6 separate regions of the Mus musculus genome follow, and all the other regions are linked to region 2. A link is a contact called in public promoter capture Hi-C data. All regions are on one chromosome and are shown on one strand. The core of a region is the stretch at or near the end of the contact, and the rest is flanking DNA. Distances in the headings are between cores, read along the strand shown.

Region 1 (3,372 bases), core at 603-3,102, 460 kb before region 2:
ATGACCTTGCAAAGTCAGGCAAAAATGGCTGGTGTATGCATTTGGTGTGAAATGTTGAGTTTTCTATTACTACTAACTTTTTCTGTCCCCTGAATTCCTCACCTGCTGAGATCCTCAGGGAGGTATAGTCTCCCTGCTCTTCAGTATTTTTCCTTTCCCAAATTTTCCATCCCATGGATTCAAGATGCAAAGCCTTGTCTAAATTATTTCTAGGCTTGAGATTTCATCCTTTTGCTCTGTTTTGCTTAAAATATTTTAAAATTTTATTTTGTGTGTATAAGTATTTGCCTACCTGTAGATAAGTATACTACGCGTGTGTCCAGCATTCCCAAAGGCCAGAAGAGGGTGTTGGATCCCCCAGAACTGGAGTAAGACAGTTATGTGTCACTATGTGGGTGCTGGGTACTGAACCCAGAACCTTTGAAGGAGCAGCAAATGCTCTTATCTGCTGACCAAACTCTCCCAGTCCTGATTCCCTCCTTATCTGATATATAGGTGCAGCCATGTAGCAAACTTCCTGTAACTTTTCATCCTTAGGATGAACAGAGAGCATCTAGCACCAGCTGCCAACTAAGATGGACAGGGGCCTAGTTCCTCCTGCTAAATCGTGATTCTCTAATGAGCTCTAAACACACCTCAGATTGAAAATGGATCATTATGATTTATTTCATACATTGCAATCATTGACACTTTCGTGGCAAATATGCTCCCAACAGCAGTGATCTTTAAAACAAGTGAAGTAGTTTTCTGTACAGAGTGCCAAAAACTTTCCTATGAACAACTTACACTTGTGTTTTCAGTTTCTCAAAATACAAATACCTCTTCAGCCTTCAATAGTCAATACTTTTTGGAAGGAAGAATTATTTTAAAAGACCTAAACATAAGAAAGAAAAGTAGCATATGTGTTTTGTTTTCTGTCTTTTCCACTCAGGTGGAACCTTAAGCAGTCTGGGAACTTGTGTAGTTACTGTCTTATTAAGTTTCAAAGCACAAAGGAGAGCAGAATGGGAATAATCTCTGTGAAGGATAAACAGGAGGGACAGCTTTATCCGTGTACTAACTAGCTAATGATCTAAAGATGTCTATTAGTCTCTTTCTAATTCCATGAGGGATCAGTGAAAGAAGAGAGCAGGGGTAGGTGGAGGTAGGGGAGTTGCCACTCTCTTCCAAAATGTAGTGTGGTTCTTTGGGTTTTTAATTCCTGTGTACGCCAAGCAAAATAATAGAGTAGGCGACAAACACCAAGAACTTCTTCTTCCTTTAAAAACATAAAGCATGCTACCCCCCCCCCCCTCCACACACACACAGTGCTGCTGCTCTTGATACTGAGACACTTTGAATGAAAACGCCACTGTGACCGAGCTTGAAAGATGATGCCCAGTTGTCAATTATCTGGGACTTTAGTCTAGTTCAGAGGCGTCACAAACTTAACTGAAGATGCTTATAACCTAGGGCTCTTGGTATATACTCTGACTTTCTATTCAGTTAAGTCTGAGACGAAACACCCGGTGCTGCGTTGGTCTTTTTTCTTTTTCTTTTAATGCCGCTTCCAGGTGCTGCTGGCACCGAACTGAGGCAAAGACTCTGAGGACACAGGGGACTGGAAGTCATCACCTCTGCTGCCAGGTGTGCTAACGGCCAGCCTCAGCATTCCTGATCCGTGCCCTGCACGTCCCAGGCCTTCTGCAGGGAGGGGAGGAGCCGAGGGCGGAGCGGGAGGAGTGGCGCGGCCCCGCGTGGGTCCTGCCTGAGGAGATCACCTCGGCCCCTTGGAGAGCCTCAGAGCTGCGGCAGCGCAAGAGGGGGCGGTTTGGAGAGGGCGCGGCCTCTGGGAGGGGAACGTGTGACACGCATTCCTAGCTCTGCCTCGGGCCACCCCGGAGCCTCGCGGCAGCTCGTTGTCCCACTTGGCCACTGGCTCCGTGATCCCTCCTTGCGCCTGCCTCGTCTTGTCACCTCCCGTCTCACCCTCCTCGCTCCATCCTCCACCACCTCATCCACAGCCATCTGAGCGAGCGCGCCTCTGAGAGCAGGAGGTACTGCTCCGGGCTTCAGGGCGCGCCCTCCAAAGGTGCCCAGCTCGACATTCGGGACCCCGCGGGCGACAGCATGGACACCAAGCGCTGCTTCGCCAACCGCTTCGATGACTACCAGGGCAGCCTGCTGGCGGGCCAGTGCGAGGAGGCAGTGGCGCCCTTGGTCACCTCCACCATCGAACGCATTCTTCAGGAGCTGCCCCCGCTGGGGGGCGGCGCTGAGGCTCGGGGGGCGACAGGCGCGGGCAGCAGCTGCCAGGGGGGTCTGTACAGCGGCGTGGCCGGGGTGGCCTACATGCTCTACCACGTCTCCCAGAGCCCGCTCTTCGCCGCCGCCCGGGAGCGCTACCTGCGCTTCGCCAAGCGCCTCATCGACGCGTGCCTCCGCGCCGAGGAGTGGGGCGAGACGGACGCGGACACCCGTGCTGCCTTTCTGCTCGGGGGCGCGGGCGTGTATGCGGTGGCCACGCTGGTCTACCACGCCCTGGGCCGCCCCGACTACGTGCAGCCCCTCGGCAAGTTCCGGGCTCTGTGCGCCGTCTGCGCGCCGGTCTCCTTCCTGGACTGTGGCTCCGACGAGCTGTTCGTGGGTCGCGCCGGCTACCTGTGCGCCGCGCTCGTGCTCAAGCAGAAGCTCGCCCAGGAGGTAAGACGCAATCCCGGCCGCCGGAGGGCGCTCGCCCGCTGCCCGCGCCCGCGCCCGCGGGGTCCTGCTTGCCTGGACTCCTCGACGCCTGCAGCACCGCCCTGCACTCTTTGTTACTTCTTTGTTACTTCTTTGTGCGCTGTGCTTGTCCCCCCCCCCCCCAGCCCGTGTTTTCTCTCTCTCTCTCTCTCTCTCTCTCTCTCTCTCTCTCTCTCTCTCTCTCTCTCTCCCTCTCCCTTCCTTCCTCCCTCCCTCCCTCCCTCCTTCTCTCCTTCTCTCCCTCCCCCCTCTCCCTTTCTTTTTCTCTCTTCCCCCCCCCCCTTTTGTTGGATTACCTGGCATTGCCTTACTCCTGTTTTGTGTTGTTTTGTTTTGTTTTTTGCAGTGAAGTTTGTGGCATCACTCCAGATCCCTCTTCGCCCCATAGCTTTTTAGGGGTTGACCTTGTGGCCCTTAAAAGTGAGTGTTTAAAAACAAGGGGGGAGGGTAGTTATTTTCTTTCTGTTGAACAGTGCTAGCAAGAATGCCCTTGAACATTAGAGTCTTTAAAAAGTAATGAAACTTGTAGGGAGTGATGTGCAGGAAAGTTGCTTTTGGACTCCTGGGCCTGTAACCAATAGTAAGCTGGCTGTGTATAGGTCTGATGTGTATACTGTATTATTTACTATTACATTCACCCTGTGACTCATA
Region 2 (2,962 bases), core at 430-2,929:
TGATGTCTGTTGTGTGCTATCAGTATACAGGAAATCATTTCAGCTAAAGTGGGCCATAAGAAGAGTATGCTCAACTGTCATTTTCAAGTTTATTTTGAACTGATGTGAGTCAAACCATTGCTTTCCCAATTATAAGATTACAGCAATACTCTGTCATTAGAAATTTATGTTATTCTAATTATATAAATTGGTATATACTTTTTGGAGCAGCTTGTTAGAATCTTAGGTTAAGAAGGATTTTCAGTAGCATCTACGTGTCCTCTAGTGCAGAACTAGGTTATGTGATAAGCCTGAAATACAAGGCACGATGCTTTAGGTATCACCAAATGACTTCCAGGGAGGTATGCTGAGTGCACTGGGAAAGCAGCACAGCACTTCTGTGCTTTAAAAACCACTAGGGAACTTCAAACTACTTGAAACAAGTCAACTCCTGAGTTATGCTTTAAGTATAGATTTCCATATTTTAATTCTATTAATTATTCTATACAATTTCCCACCATTCTCCTAAAAAAAAAAAAAGGAACGAAAATCTAAATTGTTGGAGGCATTATGAAAAAAGGTCTCATAGTTTGGGCCTGTGATAAAATATCATTTTTACTTCAAAATCCCATCCAAAAATTGGCCTAAGAAATAAAAGATACACATTTCACCACAGTTTGGAAAGTCGCCTAATACTATGGACGCATCTCTGTCTCTTCTGGGCTCAGGGCGTCTCCTGTGCTAGCCAAGCACACTAGGACTATGTCTTCACTCCAATTTCTTTTGAAATTACATGTATTTAGGAAGTAGTGCAAAATAGATCCCATTGCACCTTTGCTAGGAGGTGCAGAACATCTCTGTCTACGCTGTCCTTGCAAACTCTTACAGGCTGTGCAACAATTCAACAGCCCTCATCCTCAAATTCCTTGAAATAAGGGCTTAAGTATGAAGCCAGAGACCTGGGTTCAAATGGAACACCTGTCATTCTTTTCACTTGGGGCCTATCACTTTGTCGCCATGAAAAGTCGGTTACCTTCTGTAACAGGAAACTAACCGACATCATGGAGTTCTGGTGAGGCTTAGGGAAACATGAATCAGTGAGCAAGGGCTCTTAATCCATAAAGCACTTCCTCTAGCCTTTCCTGGGAAGAATTCCCGGGACTAGAGCCACCTTGCAGCACCAGCACAAGGAGGCCCAAAGGGGTGGAGGAAGCAGAGAGAAGACGGGTTTCCCAGGCCCTGATCGCAAACGGGCGGGGCTCGCCCACGCCTGCCTGCCTATGTAACCCAAATTCTGGCCTTCCCTACAACCTCTCGGCCCTTGCAGACCCTGACGACTGCCCCCAAGCGCTTTTGCTCACTAAGGCCAGAGCGACGATCTGCCCACCCTAAGGATCTCAGGGGCGGGGGAGGGGCGGGGAGAGCGAGAAGCCTAAGGGCAAGAAGGATCCAGGCCGCACGGAGCAGACCCAGGCTAAAGAGAAGCTGCATCTTAACTCTCCCAGAACTAAGAGACCACCCCGCAGTGTCCCCACAGCCAGTCAGAGAGAGCTGAGGGGCTTTTCCTGGCGCCAGAGGGGCGGTACCTCATCGCAGGGCCGTTGGTACCCCTCCATGGTGGCTTTCTGAGTCCTGGGGGCGGAGCAAGCCTTCTGTCCAGGTCCTCAGCTGCGCACTGGCCTCTGGGGAGGCCCCGCCTCCACTCCAGACCCAGGGCGTTTACGCAGGCCCTGCTTTTCTGACGCAAACAGCAGGGAGGGCGGGGTTAAAAGAGCAGGGAGGGCGGGGTTAAAGGACAGGGAGGAGGGGCTCTGTTTGAGTTGAGCCCTTTAGCGGGGCTAAGGGTACCCCTGCTAGGTTTTAAGTGCACTTAAGACCAGGCTAGTCTTCTGAAAATAAGGGACACACGTTAAGACCTCAAAGAGCTTCCATGGGGAAAGTTAGCTAGCACAGGTGATTTTGGGCTTCCTGCAGTGGCCATGTGCACAAAATTCGTTCATCCACAGTTATCCAGCAAGCGAGTGTAGCAGCTGAGCAAGGAACTTCGATTTCTCTCCGTACTAGTTACTGACTTTGAAAAATATACACCCGCCCCCCCCACACACACACACACAAGATTCAGTTTTCCCATAACATAAATCCCTCTATTTGGAGACTCGTTATAAGGATCAAATAAGATACAGTACACACAACTCCTAAAGTTGATGTCCCTCTTCAACTTGTAGTAACTACCTATATTCCTACAGCTTCAAAGCCACCACCACCTCTCCTGTATTAGCTCTAACCACATGTACAAAATGTTTTTTGCCATGCAAGGTAGGGCATTGCCGTGTACTGGGATTCAAATGTGGATATGTCTGGTGATGGTGGTGGGGATATTCAGCCCAACACAATGACTTCTATTTTGTTCCCCACTATCAAAGTCAGAAGGTTCCTTAGTTTTCTAATCCCTTTCTATTACTTTAAAAGTAGAACAGGAATTAAGAGACATGAAGTAACTTGAAGCCTATATAGACAGTAACTAAATCCTCAGGTCCCCCAATTCACCACTCTCAATTTGTGACTATTGAATCAACCTTGATACTGTGATTTTTGCAGTACTGGCTCTTCTATTATGGGTCATTGCAAAAAGCAAAGTGATTGGGGCTGGGGAGATGGCTAAGAAGTTAGCACTCACTACTCTTGCAGAGGACCTAGGTTTGGTACTCAGTACCCATGTATTGCCTATAGGCTGTCTGTATCTCTGGTTCAAGGGGGCCCAACCCCTTTTTCTGGCCTCTTCAGGCTCTAAGCACATATGATGCACATACATTCAAGGAAACACTCCATACATTCCATACGCAAACTTCAATGATCTTTCAACTGGAAAAATACCAAATAGTTTTGAGAATTTACTTTAAATCATTGTAATTTTATTAATATGTTCCTTTGGCTACAAGTAACAAAAGACCCAAGTAGGAGGAACTGAAATAATGATGTTTAT
Region 3 (3,004 bases), core at 93-2,592, 450 kb after region 2:
ACACAAAGAATGCTCCTGTCTTGTAACTCACATGTCATCCATCCATCCATCCATCCATCCATCCATCCACTCATTTGGAACATTCAAAGACCAAAAGCCACCCTACCTACATCTACCCAGCTCCCTTCCTGGGGGTTTCTTCTCAAGCCCCCGATTTAAACTGTTCGTAGTGATGTCTAACACGAAGACCATTATTCACATACTTTACAATGCATGGCCCACCTTTCTAGAAACAGACAACTAAAGGGGCCTGCATAGATTGACTCTTCATTCCAAGGCCACAGGGGTCCATAACAAATAGCCCTGCCCCTCTGACACCTTCTGTAAGCCTGAGATTTCATTGTGAGGATGTTAACTAGATATTTTTAAACAAGCACTTCCAAAGAGAATTTTCCCTGTGCTGTGAAAACCCAGTAAATACCAGGGTCCCCTTAGCTGTTGGAGACCACGCCCTCCAACACAATCCTGTGCCTTTCCTGCTTTCCCTGGTGCTAACCAAGTGCATGCCACATGTCACCACTCTCAGCTGGCACTTCTCCCTTAGAGAAACAAACTTTCTCGGAATCCCAGAGTTTGGCGCAGTTCGGGGGATGGGGTGGGAGCAGGAGGGAGCAGGGAGCAGACTGGACAAGAGGATGCACGAAGGCTCTTCGGCTAGGCTAGTAAAGTCCACAAGAGTTTCGGAGCTCCTCAGCTCCAGAGTGGGGCCAAGATTTGGAGCTTCTACCCAAAATAAACTGTCAGGCCTAGAGCACTGACAGCCATCAAAACCCTGTGAGGGGTTGGGGTGGGGAGCAAAAGAAGCTATGCAGTGTGGTGAGAAAGAAGCAAAAGAGCCCGTGGCCAAACTTTCTCTTCATAGCCTTCTATGCCAAGAGGGTTTGGTTTAAACCTTGGAGCCCTAGGAGCAGAAGGTGCTCAGGCTCCGGCTCCAAGCGCTGCAAGAGAGAACTCAGTTTCTTGTACCTAATCGGGAGCCACACTCCTCTTTCAGACCCGCTTCCTGGGACTGCGAAAGACGAGTTCAGAGTAAACAAAGGGAGACCCCCCCCATCTCCTGCTGTTGCAGGGCAGGGGGTTCGGCAGACACTTCTGAGGTTCCTAGATGACTAACTGGGGAAACACACCCCAATCCCTAGCTCCTACCTGGGAAGCCCTGGCTCGGCAGGACGTGCAGCAGCGCCAGCAACAGCGGCAGTACTTGAGGCAGCAGCAGCTCGGGCCGAAGTCCCGGGCTCCCCATGGTGAGCCGGCGCTTCCCCCGCAGGGCAGGCTGCACAGCTCACTTAAGGGGCTGGAGGAGGCCAAGAGACCGAGGGGCTGTGTAGTGAGACAGAGCCTCTAAAGCCAGGCTGGAAAACTCCTCCTTGGTGGATTCCTTCTTTCCCTCCCTCTAGTCAGGGCCTGCCCTCCTTCCTCCTCCTCCCTGGAACGCAGAGTGGTTCAGGGCTCCCCGCCCCATCATTTGCCCACCCCCTCTTTTTTGTGCCACCCCTTCTTTCTGGAAACCGGGGCCGTTCCCCCTCGGAGGTCTCCAGCTAGAGGCCCTAGAAACCTATTACATCCAAAAGTATCCTTTGCTCCTTTTGCACCCCCTGCCCCCAACACCAAGACACAAACTAGTGACTGCAGAGGTCCTGGGACCTTGGAACGAATCCCTGCGTGCGTGCTGGAGACAGAAGCACTTGTGTGTCACATAGAAAAACAGGCGACCTAGGAGTTGAGATTTCCCACTGAAGCTGGATGCCATGGCCCCATTCACCAGCTTGACACTCAAGACTATGCCCGGAGTTTAAACAGTCAGTCAGGAACTTGATTTGGACAGACCCTGGATTGGAAGCAAGGTACACCAGCGCCAAGGCCCATTCTACAGATTTTGTTGTTGTTGTTTGTTTGTTTGTTTGTTTGTTTGTTTCTCTTTTACCAAAGGCTAGGCCTTATGCATTCCATGCTGTGCTGCAGTGTAGAATGGGATTTAAGGGCCAGGTGATGGGGAACACAAGAGACAGGAAGTTCTCTGCCTACCCACAGCCTCGCAGATTCAGCGGTAGTTCCCAGCAGCCAGATCTATCCATCTCCTGGGTTGTTCTCCACCGTCCTAAGAACAGCAGGACCAGCCCAGAGCCTCCACCCTATGGGTTGGCATGGCTACATTCTGGCATCAGGATAAGGTTTCTAGGCTGCCCCCAGGATGGATCTGGTTTCTTGGAGGTATTTGGGGAAGACAAAATCCAGGCAGTTACCATTGGATTCACAGAGTCCCACGGCTAGACGACTAGACAGGAATCATATCCACTGCAGAGCTAGATCTTTCTCCTTGCCACAGTGGTCCCTTGCGTAGGCCAAGATCATTGAGAGCCAGAAGATTTTTAAGTCATTTATTCAAACAGGCCTTTCCCATTTTTAACTAAACCCCCAAACTTGGGCTACCATATAACCCTTTTCGGCATTTGAGAAAACTTTTTTCTAACTCCTCCAGTTGTGAAATATGGGGAAGGCTGGACCCTTCTGTGGCCTCCCTCAGATTAGACTCTTCAGAGAATAATTGTTGATTTTATCACAGACTGGCCAGGACTCCAAAGGAGCTTCATGAGAAAGGACTAGAAAAGATCACCCTGAGTGAGGTAACCCTGATTCCAAAAGACAAGCACGGTAGGTACTCACTTATAAGTTATATTAACCACAAATAACCATGTTACAATTAGCAGACCCAGAGAAGCTAAGTAACAAGAAGGGCTTAAAGGGGAGTGCATGAATCTCACTGTGAAGGGCAAATAGAATAGACAGGAGAGGAGTCTCGCTGGGGGAGTGGGAACAGGATGGATCAGGTATAGGGAGGACAGAGGGAGAGAATACTGGGAGAGACAACTGGAAATGTGGCAGTGAAGGTGGGTGGGGTTACTCTGGGGAGAGCTAGATTCCTAGTGCAATGGAAACTCCCAGAAATTTATGAGGGTAACCCTAGCGAAGACTCCTAGAAAAGGGGGATATGGACCTGAACCAA
Region 4 (3,383 bases), core at 232-2,731, 420 kb after region 2:
GAACTTGTTCTTTAGACAGCACAGACTTTGACCTTACAGTCTTCTTGCTTCTGCTGCTTATTAAGTTGCTGGAGTTAGAGGCTGGCACTGAAGATCCAGCTAGTCATTGCTTAACAACAGGTCAGAGGATGGGTTAGCTCTAAGCTTCTCTTGCTATGGGGAGGAAATCGTGGCTCCATGTTCAAGCAGATTGCCCTTTCCAATAATTGCTTTAGCAATAGCCATGGAAACTAGTATTAAGCAGATTAACATACTTCTGTTTATGGAGGATCATACTGTAACATTGTTCCCAAAGAGAACAGACACACATTCAGAAGGACAAGACTCTTCTCTTTTTCTCCTTTCATGCTTTGGAGGGTATTGTATATGTATAGTGATTCCGATCCATTTCGTTAGCATGAGGTTCAAATTCTTAGGATTGGTTATTTCAGCTGAGGATGGTAGAATGAATGAATTTAAAAATAACCCTGGGGTCTCTGATGATCTCATTTAGCAACTAAATAACCTTTAGATTCCACTTACCTCTGTGCTTCCTTTATCAACAATAAATGTCCTTTCAGTTTAAGCTACTGTGCAGAGTAGTGCTTGTTGCTTGAAGTTGAATACATCCAAGCTGATATAAACGTGAATGGAGGCATCCTATCAGTTATTAATTTCAAAAACTGGCTCAAAGAAAATAAATGGGTATTAGTTGCTACTCTAAGAACATTTTCTATTTATATTCAACCTGAATATATAGATCAACCCCTATAAAACACCTGATAACTTGTTTACAAAAATAGACATCCCAAGGGAGACAATAAAGTAAACGACAAGACTCAATGTGCTCAGGATGCTGGGCTTTGTGAAGCAAAGAAGAATCATACATATTAGCTAAAAGTTTTCCACAGAATAAGAAGCGGTGGAAAAAGCAGGCAGGGGGCAAAGAAAAAGGGGGCTTTTCTTATAAGGTCTCTCTATAAAAGGTGATCCCTTTAGAAATCTCTTACTTGAGGGTAAATGTGACATAATCCCCTCAGCCTGCATATGGTTTGGATTACCCCTCTTTGAAAAGAATGCTTCTTCCACACAAAGGCTAATGCTACATTGGCTCAGAAATTGGGAATTCTAAGGCATGGATGACTCAGTCCCTTAGCTAAACCTAAAGCCAATTCCATTTGTAATTCTGCTCCCCTTGCAGGAAACTCTAATTCAAAAGATGTTTTTAAAGTAGCCACTCACAACTTCACCACTGCTCAAAGAAGGGTTTTCCTGGGCTCTCTCCCTTTCACTTGGAATCCCTACATTGATAAAATCACCGAGGCCTCAAAGTACTGTGCATTATTTCTATTGAGATTTCATTAAGGATCTAGAATTTGGAAGAGAACTATAGTGTTCCTTTCCTCATGCCATAACTTTCCTTAGCATCCGGCGGGGAGTAGAGAGAGATTTGAGACCAATGAAAAACCCTAGCCAGTTGCCTAAATGAACTATTCATTCAACATGATACATAATGGGAACCAGATGTATTGCTTCTGTGATACACCACCAGCCACAAGGATCAGGTTGGCTTTGTTTGTTGCTTTTGTTTTGATTTTTAGTGACTTTGTACTTAGTTCTGAATTCTTAATATTTTGTCAGGAATTTTCCCCCTTGTGACCTTTATTCTAAATATAATTTACTAGTTATTTATTGATCTATTTATAATATATCAATATATTTCGTTAAAAGTCACATCCTCGGTTTTATACTAATGTCACTGAGAAAGTGGACAGCACTCACTATGGATGCCTCACCTGAGTGCTGTCACCTACTCCATAATCAACCTGAACTCATTTTTACTATATGAACTCACTTTCCTGGAAGAAAATATGATAGCATCAAGTAGATTTTAATAAGGCACTGTGACAAAAAAAATTAGGAGTCCTGCTTTTATAGCATTCCTTACCACATCCCATGCTAATATTCTGTAAAGAAATATGTGGTACCTCCTTAATACTGGGCTCTTTTTAGTGTGGGATAAGAGAGAAAACACATTTAAAGCAAGAAAATGCTGGGCATTGTGACTTCTCTAATTCAAGCATCTGGGAGGCTGAGAAAAGACAGTATCCATAAGTTCAAGGCCAGCCTAGACAATGCAGTGAGACCATGTGTCAAGAACCAACCACCCAAACAAAAAGAAAAAGAAAGGAAAGAAAGCAAAAGAAGTATGTATCTACATTTGATCAGATTGATTTTTTTTCTAGACTACTGATGTCCAGTGACACATTCTACAGCAATAGGAAAGGACCTGTAACTACAGGATCTAGTAAGCAATAGCCTCGTGTGAATACTGGGCACTGTAAACATGATCATTATGAACACAGAAGGAGATGAACATTTTACCTTCTGTAGTTCGTCAGCCATGCATAACTGAAGTTCAATAAAATTAAATGGAAAATTCCAGGTATATTTAACTCACAGGCTTTAAATTCATATCATCCCAAATAGCAGGATGAAATAACATGTTCTGACCTGGGACCTAAATCACCTTTATCCAGAGTATGCAAGTTGTTTATAATGTTCACCCATTCATCATTTGGGAGCTATTTGCTTTAAGATCAATGGTTATGGTATCATAGTATCTGTGTTCATGTAACCTTATTTTGCTTAATGATGGTTCCAAAGCACGGGAGCTGGCAACTCCAATATGCCAGAGAGAAGATGTAAGGTTTTTCTCTGAGTTAAAAGAAAGTCAAAATTCCCAAGGTAGAAAAGGGAAAAGCTCGTATGCTGAAGTTGTTGTGATCTATAATAGACTCAAATCTCCTATTGATAAAATCTTAACACCTGCCCTATCTCCAAGTGCAAAAGCCAAACTATCGCATAAGTCTAATAATCATTAGTCTAATCATAATAATCATAATAATCATAAGACTAATAATTATTAGTCTCACTTCATCTCACCTTATAGGTACTTCATCTCACCTTATAGGTACTGGATTGGCTCACATCTCACTAGAAGGAGGAACACCATATTAAATGTGTGTTTACAAGAGACTGTATTTTCTTAACTTATAATATAGTGGTAATTATTTTCATAACATTATACTTGTGATTATTCAATTCTAAAATTGTCAATCTCTTTGCAGAATTTATAAATTAAAAACTTATCACAGGTATGAATATATATATATATATATATATATATGTGTGTGTGTGTAAAAACAGTCTATAGAGAGTTTGTTACAATTCAAAGATTCAGGCAACTCTCTGCTGATTAGGGGGAAAGGTATTTGGTTAGCTTCAGAACAAAGATAGACTACAGGGCACTGACAAGGAAATGTTATCTAAAGACGAAGCCAAGGATGTGGCTGTAGAATTCTTTATTAACCTGAGAGGGAAACACAGTGTACCTTTTATCA
Region 5 (3,248 bases), core at 143-2,642, 340 kb after region 2:
AAGTATATGGCAATAAAAGTATAGAACACTGAGAAATCAATGTTTTAATCTCAAGAGATGATAAAAAGTCTTCATTCATTTGGCTATTTTGTTGTTGGCTACAAAGTTCCTGTTTTCTTACCCAAACATGTTTAGTACAAAATTAGTAACAATATGTAAATGTTTAACATGTTAGCTTCTAAGCTTCTGAATGGAATATTTATGGGAGACTAAAGCTGTATGCCATCCTGCACCTGATGCAAAGTGTGATGTATTGCTCATTAAATTCACTTTCCCAATATCTCTACCATGTTGTCTTCACATTCTTCTGAGCTCTGGGAGATAAGATTGTATGTCTTGAAGATTGATTATGTGCTGTCTCGCCTCCCTGTTTTTACACTTCTTTGTCTTTGAAGACATGGGCATTTGCTGAGCTGACATAGACTAGATAAACATGTAGTTTCCATTTGAAAGGGAAAAGTGGTGCAGGACAATTCTCTGATCTGAGCTATTGCTTCCACCCCTCACTTTGTTCTTAGTTCACTTGTCTCCCACATCTGGACTATGGCACTGGCATTCACTTTGGCCTCCCCTTAATGAATGAAAATTCAACCTGTATATAAAAATAGTCAAAGCCTTAACAAAAATAAAATGGGTGATATAGCCCTAAGGTTAGAAAGTGGAGACATGTTATTTTCCCTATTATGTGAATGTACTACATACTTAAACTCAAAGAACACCTTACATACTTCTGGCCAAGGAACTTATTTCACAGTGAAGAATGTGCACCTCTGGGTTCATGCAGTGAAATTGATTAGTTTTACCAATTCTCATCAATCATTTCAAAATAGTTGGTTTGATGTCTAAAGTTCAGTTGCAGAATCAGCTAATACGGAACATTTAGAGAGGATGAAGAAATAGCTTCATGATGTAGTATATGATTTAAAGTGTGTGTGTGTGTGTGTGTGTGTGTGTGTGTGTGTGTGTGTGTGTGTGATGTTGTCTCTCAGAATGCCAAAAGGCATGGGTGAAGGAACTATGATCTAGAGCTGTAACTGTCTCCTCTTACTTTTAAACCTAGTTGTCCACTAAAGAAATGTCCTTGACTTATTTCTATAATGTTTTCTTCATAGTAAATATTACACTAATAAATATTACACTAATTAGCTTTTTCTTCCAGCTGTTTTGTTTCCTGGCTCTACTGTACAGTGAGAAAGGGTGGTAGCTAAGGTTTTAGACTTCATATTGACCTACCCTGACAGTGGTCATGGGACAAAACATTTTCTTAAAGTAAAAAATGATAAATTGAGCTTTATGAGTCATATGGTCTTGGTCACAATGACTCCTCTCTGCTCTTCTAGTATTGAAATGGCCATAAACAATATGTGAAAGAATGTGTGTGGCTGTGTCCCAACTAAAACATAAACAAGAACAGATGGCTAGCCTGTGGTAGAAGCCACAAACATTTGATGGACTCTAAAACTCTCCAGGCATTCTGCTCTGCTCCTTTTTTTTTACACTCGGGTTTTGGTTAGTTTGGAACAGTTTCAGCCAACAGCAAGAGCTCAGAGGACAGGAAGAGAAAGGACTTGTGACTTCAACTAAATTTATACATACAGTTCTTTCTAGGTTCCCATAGTCACACACTGTTCAAGCCTAGGATAGATATTTCTTGTTGCTGTCAAATTTGAATGCCTCAAACTTTATTGAGTTCTTTTTCCCCATGCCCACACCATTACAAAATACTACTTTTGTGATACTTTCCCTAATTCCCATTTGAGTCTGTTGTGTTTTCCACCAGAACCTTGACTGAAAATGATGTTATTTTGAAGATTCTGTTACTTCAGAGATGTTAAAACCAGAAAAGAAATATGTACCTTGGGATCAGTGAACTATACTGGCTTGTAATACATGCCTGATGAATGAATGATCAATGAGTTATTAGCAGTCAGTGGGACCTATGATGTTATCAATTTATGTGTTGTAATGGACCAGAAAAATCAGAATCAACACTGCTCGTCTCTTATTTTTTTTTTGTCAGTATTCAAGATCTTTATTTAATGGTAAGAGCAACCAAGAGTGGGAATTGTTTCCCTAGTTCTAAACACCAACGTCAGTGAAGACAACATGGTCATGAAATCACATCTGGCCTTAGGATTTCATTGCTGACAGTGAGTGAAAGAAGGTGAGAGGACATCACAACAAAGGAACAAACGGGAGGCAAAGGAAAAAGCTGGCAGCCTATGAAATTCCATCCCAGATCGCTAGGACTACAGCAGAGAATAGGGAAGAATATATATATATATATATATATATATATATATAAACATATACAAAGATTCTTAAAATGGACAACTAGGGATCCTAAATTTTATTTTTGCCTTGTTTCTGAAACCTAACAAAAGAGATCACAGGACTCCTAGATGTTATAACAAAAACAGAAACATTATATATAACTATTTCATTAAAATTTTTAATTTTTTACTGATGATATAAGCATCTTATTCAAATGAAGGTTTGTGTTTGGACCAATCTAAAGAATGTTTTGCACCAGTTAAAACCAAACCTCTCAAGTAAATGTAGCCTTATATTTAAACCAATCAAAGCACTTAATTTTATCCAAGTCATACTAGCCATACTAAGCAAATAAAGGATTGTGTATGTAGCAATCAGAAGAGTCTCCGTTTTATCACTTAGAAAAGCATTTAATGTAAATGAAAGCTTGTATTTCGACAAATAATTCCACTCAATTTTAAACAACTCATAATTGCACTAATATGCAAATAAAGGACTGTATTTGTACCATCAGAGCATTCTCTATTTTATCATGGTCTGAAGAATGCATCTTATACAAATGAAAGATCGTGTTTGGACCACATTACTCAGGTTTTTACCAATAACAAAATGCCTACTATGCAAATGAAGGACCACGTTTTCACCAATCACAACATTCGCTTGCTTTTACTGATTACATAGGCATCTTACTCACATGAAAGTTTTTGTTTGCACTAATCCAAAGAGTGCTTTATCTCAGTTAAAACCAAGATTATTATGCAGATGAAGAACTATATTTAAACCAATTAAAGCACTTACTTTTAGACAAGTCACAATAGCATCACTATGCAAATGAACTATTGTGTATCCATCAGTCAGAGAAGTCTCCATTTTATCACTGTCAGAAGTAAGCATTTTATGCAAATGAAGGCTTTTTTGACAAATCAGAACACTCAGTTTTAAACCAATCAAAATAGCCTTACTATGCAAATGTG
Region 6 (3,352 bases), core at 206-2,705, 400 kb after region 2:
CAGAAATGTGACCAGAATTTCCATAAACCAAATGGTTTTAAAACTGAAATTAGATTCCTAATGGAGTGTGTATTTGCAAGCCCGGAGAAAATTTATATAAGATCATCTGTAACAATGCACTGGTGCATTTATTCTTAGCTGTGCTAGTATTTGTAGCAATGAAAAAAAAATGAATCGTAGCCCAACAAAAATCCCCATCAGTCACTGGTTAAACCAAGACATCAGACAGCAAAATGTCTGCCATAAATTTCCATATCTGCTCTTTCAAATATTTTTTTTATTCATGGATTTAACTTGTGTTGGTGAATCCCTGACTATTTACTCTGGAGGAAATATTTTTTAAAAAGAGAGGGATTTCAACAACCAATTTGGTTCATACTTTGTCCTTTGTTAAAGAAAATAGGTACTCTCTTCATGCCAAAAGGCATTTGCTAATTTTTCTTCATACATGCTTTTAAAACTGTCTTTAAATTTTTTCTTCCTGTTTTGGAGTAGGAAAATATTTTGGTTCCTAGCGGAAAGGTGTGTCTACTTAAAATGTAGTCTTTAACTTAAGATCTGTGTTCATTCCTACTGTCCATTGTTCTGTAGAACCAAATTAATGAAATTTGATAGAAATTAAAATGTCTTACACACAATGCTAGCTCCAGTCAGTGTGGGGAAGGTCTTCTTAAGTTCTTCACCCCATTGCAGCTTACACTATGCCTTCCTTCCTCCCATCTGATTCTCCCCACTTCTTAAATAGCTGAATTTGACTTTAGTCTGAGTAAGAGAATTAGCTTGACTTGTGGCACTTACAAATTAGCCAGACCTCAGAACTGAACATCTCAGAGTCAAAGAAAGCCCATTCTCCTTATTCCTTCCCCATTTGGAAGGGAACTCAGTTAGCTTTCTCAGCACTCAGCACAGTTCTGGCCAAAATGTGCTGTTTAAGGTTGTGTGGAAACCTGGGAACAACTCAAGCACCATGTGTCAGCTCCGAAAATAGGCGAGCCTCTAACTTATGCTCAAGGAAGCCTTGTTCTTGCCAGCACACAAGCAAACTTATTAATAAAGCCAAAGGAGTAAATGATAGCTTTGGAGTAAAATTCACTGGGGACAAACTCCAGCTTGTCTGTCACCAAAATCACATTGTCAACTTACTTTGTCTGTTCTTGTCATTTAGCATGGAGCTCTAAACTCATGGGTACCTGAGCCCCCTTTCCATTCTCACCTTGTTGTGTGCCCAATTTCCGTTCCTCCCATATATTTGAACCTTGTCTCAGCAAATGGGAAGATAAATTGCATGAAATTGTGGTTCATTTCTAACTTTCTTCCCTCTCCCTCTGGGTAAGTTCCAGGGCCATCTGGTCTGGCTTTAGACATGCTTGCTGCTTTTTGAGAACAATCAGCATTTTCTTTCCATTGTTGTGCACAATCTGGAAATCTGAACAGTATGTCCCTCAAGTGCCCTGCCAAAGCTTGCTTAGCAGAAAGAGTTTTGGGCTTCTCTTCTCCAGCACCATAATCTCTGTTCCTTCTAATACAAGGGAACTGAGATTTGATTGGTTTCTTCTGGTTTGTTTTCAAGAGCTAATTTGCATACAGCAAAGCACAGGGAGATACCAGAGGCAGCATCTGTGAGGTGCCCTTCTCTCAACACATCCACTTAGTAATGGGCATGTCTAGATCTCACCCCCTCAGCACACTCTATCTTTCCTCACTGAGCAAGGGTTCTCAGGACAAGTACAATAGGATTCAGGAGACCCTGCATAATCAGAGAAAGATGATTCTGCCATTTTGCTGGCACTCAGTTTGCCATAGGGTCAGGACTATATCTTAATACCATATTGTATATATTTCTTCGTCAGCTGGGTGCTACACTGGTCTCACTGACATGAGAAACAGGGCAGAAAGGCAGTAGAAGCCACTGTATTTCTATAAGGACCATAAATGAATATTTCCTGAGCTCTTCCTTCTCATCCATCATAATGTTAAATCATTAGAGTGTGAAAAGCTGTGGCCGACTCTACCATATCACTGTTGCTCTTCTATCCTGTACTCAATAGTGGATTCTGCCTGTAAATAGTTGTCAATAATAACATTGCAATGGTCAATCTTGGCAGCCAAATCCATTAATTTGATAATTGACTAGGGAGTTGATGAGACATTCCACTGCTTATGCCTATGTGGGTATTTCTGATGGTGATTAACTATGGGAAAGAGATACCCTAAAAATATAGATGGCCTCATCCCATACTCTGGAGCCTAAATGGAATAAAACTTGAAAAAGAAGAAATCTAAGAAAATCTTATCTTCCTCTTTCTCTCCCTCACTCTGATCTCTCTGAGACTTTCCTAGATGCCTTCCTGGACACCATGAGGTGATCTGCTCTACCCTCCCAGGCATGGTGAACTGAAAGAAACCATAAGCCAAAATAGATCTTCCTGGGAGTTGTCAAAGTCAAGTATTTTATCACAGTAATGAAAAACTGATACAGAATACAGTTGTGATTTTACTCTTTCATTTTTTCCTGTACTTTTACTTTGAGTTTTTAAATTATTTTTTATTTGTGTGTGTGTTAAGTATGTATGTGCCATGTGTATGTGGTTTCCATAAGAGGACAAAAAAGGACATCAGATCACCCTGGAGCAGAGTTACAGGCAGCCAAGCCTACCAACTTGGGTGCTGGGAACTAAATTCAAGTGTACTGCAAGAACAGTGCACACACATACACTCTCAATTGCTGAAGCATCTCTCTCACTATTCCTATGCTTTTGTAACCAAGTCCCTCTGGTACACTTCCTTACCCTTGAAAAACTTAAAATGATTTTTGTCCTGATAATAAAAAATATAAATAAATAAATAAATAAATAAATTGGGTTCATTATTTTCAAATGGATTAAGCTATGATATAGGCTATAACTGTTAAGGCAGGGTATTGGTTATATCTTCAACTGATTTCTTGTCATAACATCAGAGTAATAACAACATATTATCAATAAAAAATAATGGACAGCACTGCCATTATGGAAAACCTCCCAAGCCCCAGCCAGAGACGCTGTCTCATATTGAGCCCCAGAGACATCATCAGATTTAACTCTTGATCTCTAAGTAACTATCCCTGCCTCCCAGAACACTGAGTATTTAAGGAATCCCTATGTTAAAACTTATTAGGACACTGAACTAAGCAGTTTTCTGCAGAATGGGCAGACACAGGCAGGACAGGACCCAAATTCCTATAGCCAGCTGCTTTTGGCATCCTAGGACCAAATCAATCCCTTGATTTAGCAAGTTCAGCACAGAGATCCTGGGGACCATGCATGGTTCTACGCAACCTCACACAAGCCAAGTGAGGTCTCAGCTTTCCTCC

Evidence for each region. Promoter capture Hi-C pulls out the DNA fragments that hold promoters and counts their contacts.
Region 1: a promoter capture Hi-C map of hippocampal neurons shows a contact between it and region 2, with 2.3 times the contacts expected there. The contact joins the promoter of Lancl3 here to the promoter of Dynlt3 in region 2. A contact is called at or near these places in 11 of 39 promoter capture datasets (the 3T3-L1 cell line, the HPC-7 cell line, HPC-7-derived erythroid cells and 7 more), 1 of 484 Hi-C or Micro-C datasets (Sertoli cells), 1 of 115 datasets of contacts at active chromatin or transcription factors (forebrain) and 1 of 9 other capture datasets (liver).
Region 3: a contact with region 2 is called in a promoter capture Hi-C map of second pharyngeal arch cranial neural crest, with 3 times the contacts expected there. The contact joins the promoter of Srpx here to the promoter of Dynlt3 in region 2. A contact is called at or near these places in 3 of 39 promoter capture datasets (3T3-L1-derived adipocytes, cranial neural crest and second pharyngeal arch cranial neural crest) and 1 of 115 datasets of contacts at active chromatin or transcription factors (embryonic forebrain).
Region 4: a promoter capture Hi-C map of second pharyngeal arch cranial neural crest shows a contact between it and region 2, with 2.5 times the contacts expected there. The contact joins the enhancer-like site here to the promoter of Dynlt3 in region 2. A contact is called at or near these places in 9 of 39 promoter capture datasets (3T3-L1-derived adipocytes, the HPC-7 cell line, cranial neural crest and 4 more), 2 of 484 Hi-C or Micro-C datasets (3T3-L1-derived adipocytes and myocytes), 1 of 115 datasets of contacts at active chromatin or transcription factors (astrocytes) and 1 of 9 other capture datasets (adipose tissue).
Region 5: a promoter capture Hi-C map of the 3T3-L1 cell line shows a contact between it and region 2, with 4 times the contacts expected there. The contact joins the enhancer-like site here to the promoter of Dynlt3 in region 2. A contact is called at or near these places in 6 of 39 promoter capture datasets (the 3T3-L1 cell line, the HPC-7 cell line, hippocampal neurons and 2 more).
Region 6: a promoter capture Hi-C map of the 3T3-L1 cell line shows a contact between it and region 2, with 11 times the contacts expected there. The contact joins the enhancer-like site here to the promoter of Dynlt3 in region 2. A contact is called at or near these places in 12 of 39 promoter capture datasets (the 3T3-L1 cell line, 3T3-L1-derived adipocytes, the HPC-7 cell line and 6 more), 7 of 484 Hi-C or Micro-C datasets (the 3T3-L1 cell line, 3T3-L1-derived adipocytes, the HPC-7 cell line and 4 more), 2 of 115 datasets of contacts at active chromatin or transcription factors (astrocytes and embryonic forebrain) and 2 of 9 other capture datasets (adipose tissue and pancreatic islet).

What each region holds. Positions count from the first base shown.
Region 1 is chrX:9,198,121-9,201,492 of GRCm38.p6, forward strand. Lancl3 (LanC lantibiotic synthetase component C-like 3 (bacterial)) reads left to right here and starts at 1,853. Exons shown (of 5, transcript NM_173414.3): 1 at 1,853-2,682. The coding sequence starts at 2,110.
Region 2 is chrX:9,661,304-9,664,265 of GRCm38.p6, forward strand. It overlaps Dynlt3 (dynein light chain Tctex-type 3), which reads right to left and starts at 1,680. Exons shown (of 5, transcript NM_025975.5): 1 at 1,566-1,680. The coding sequence starts at 1,595.
Region 3 is chrX:10,116,298-10,119,301 of GRCm38.p6, forward strand. Srpx (sushi-repeat-containing protein) reads right to left here and starts at 1,343. Exons shown (of 10, transcript NM_016911.5): 1 at 1,147-1,343. The coding sequence starts at 1,243. Gm33844 (a long non-coding RNA gene) reads left to right here and starts at 1,400. Exons shown (of 3, transcript XR_386890.4): 1 at 1,400-1,844; 2 at 2,564-2,652.
Region 4 is chrX:10,079,125-10,082,507 of GRCm38.p6, forward strand. All of the region lies in intron 1 of Srpx (sushi-repeat-containing protein), which reads right to left. Among named protein-coding and RNA genes, the nearest start is that of Srpx, 37 kb to the right of the region's middle. Within about 2 kb of position 1,482, at least 4 of the 459 cell types and tissues checked have an H3K27ac peak or open chromatin away from gene starts, as enhancers often do. A contact at or near this core is called in second pharyngeal arch cranial neural crest, where this site is marked.
Region 5 is chrX:10,004,744-10,007,991 of GRCm38.p6, forward strand. No RefSeq gene overlaps it. Among named protein-coding and RNA genes, the nearest start is that of Srpx, 110 kb to the right of the region's middle. Within about 2 kb of position 1,393, at least 9 of the 459 cell types and tissues checked have an H3K27ac peak or open chromatin away from gene starts, as enhancers often do.
Region 6 is chrX:10,062,601-10,065,952 of GRCm38.p6, forward strand. The region is part of intron 4 of Srpx (sushi-repeat-containing protein); the gene reads right to left. Among named protein-coding and RNA genes, the nearest start is that of Srpx, 53 kb to the right of the region's middle. Within about 2 kb of position 1,456, at least 5 of the 459 cell types and tissues checked have an H3K27ac peak or open chromatin away from gene starts, as enhancers often do.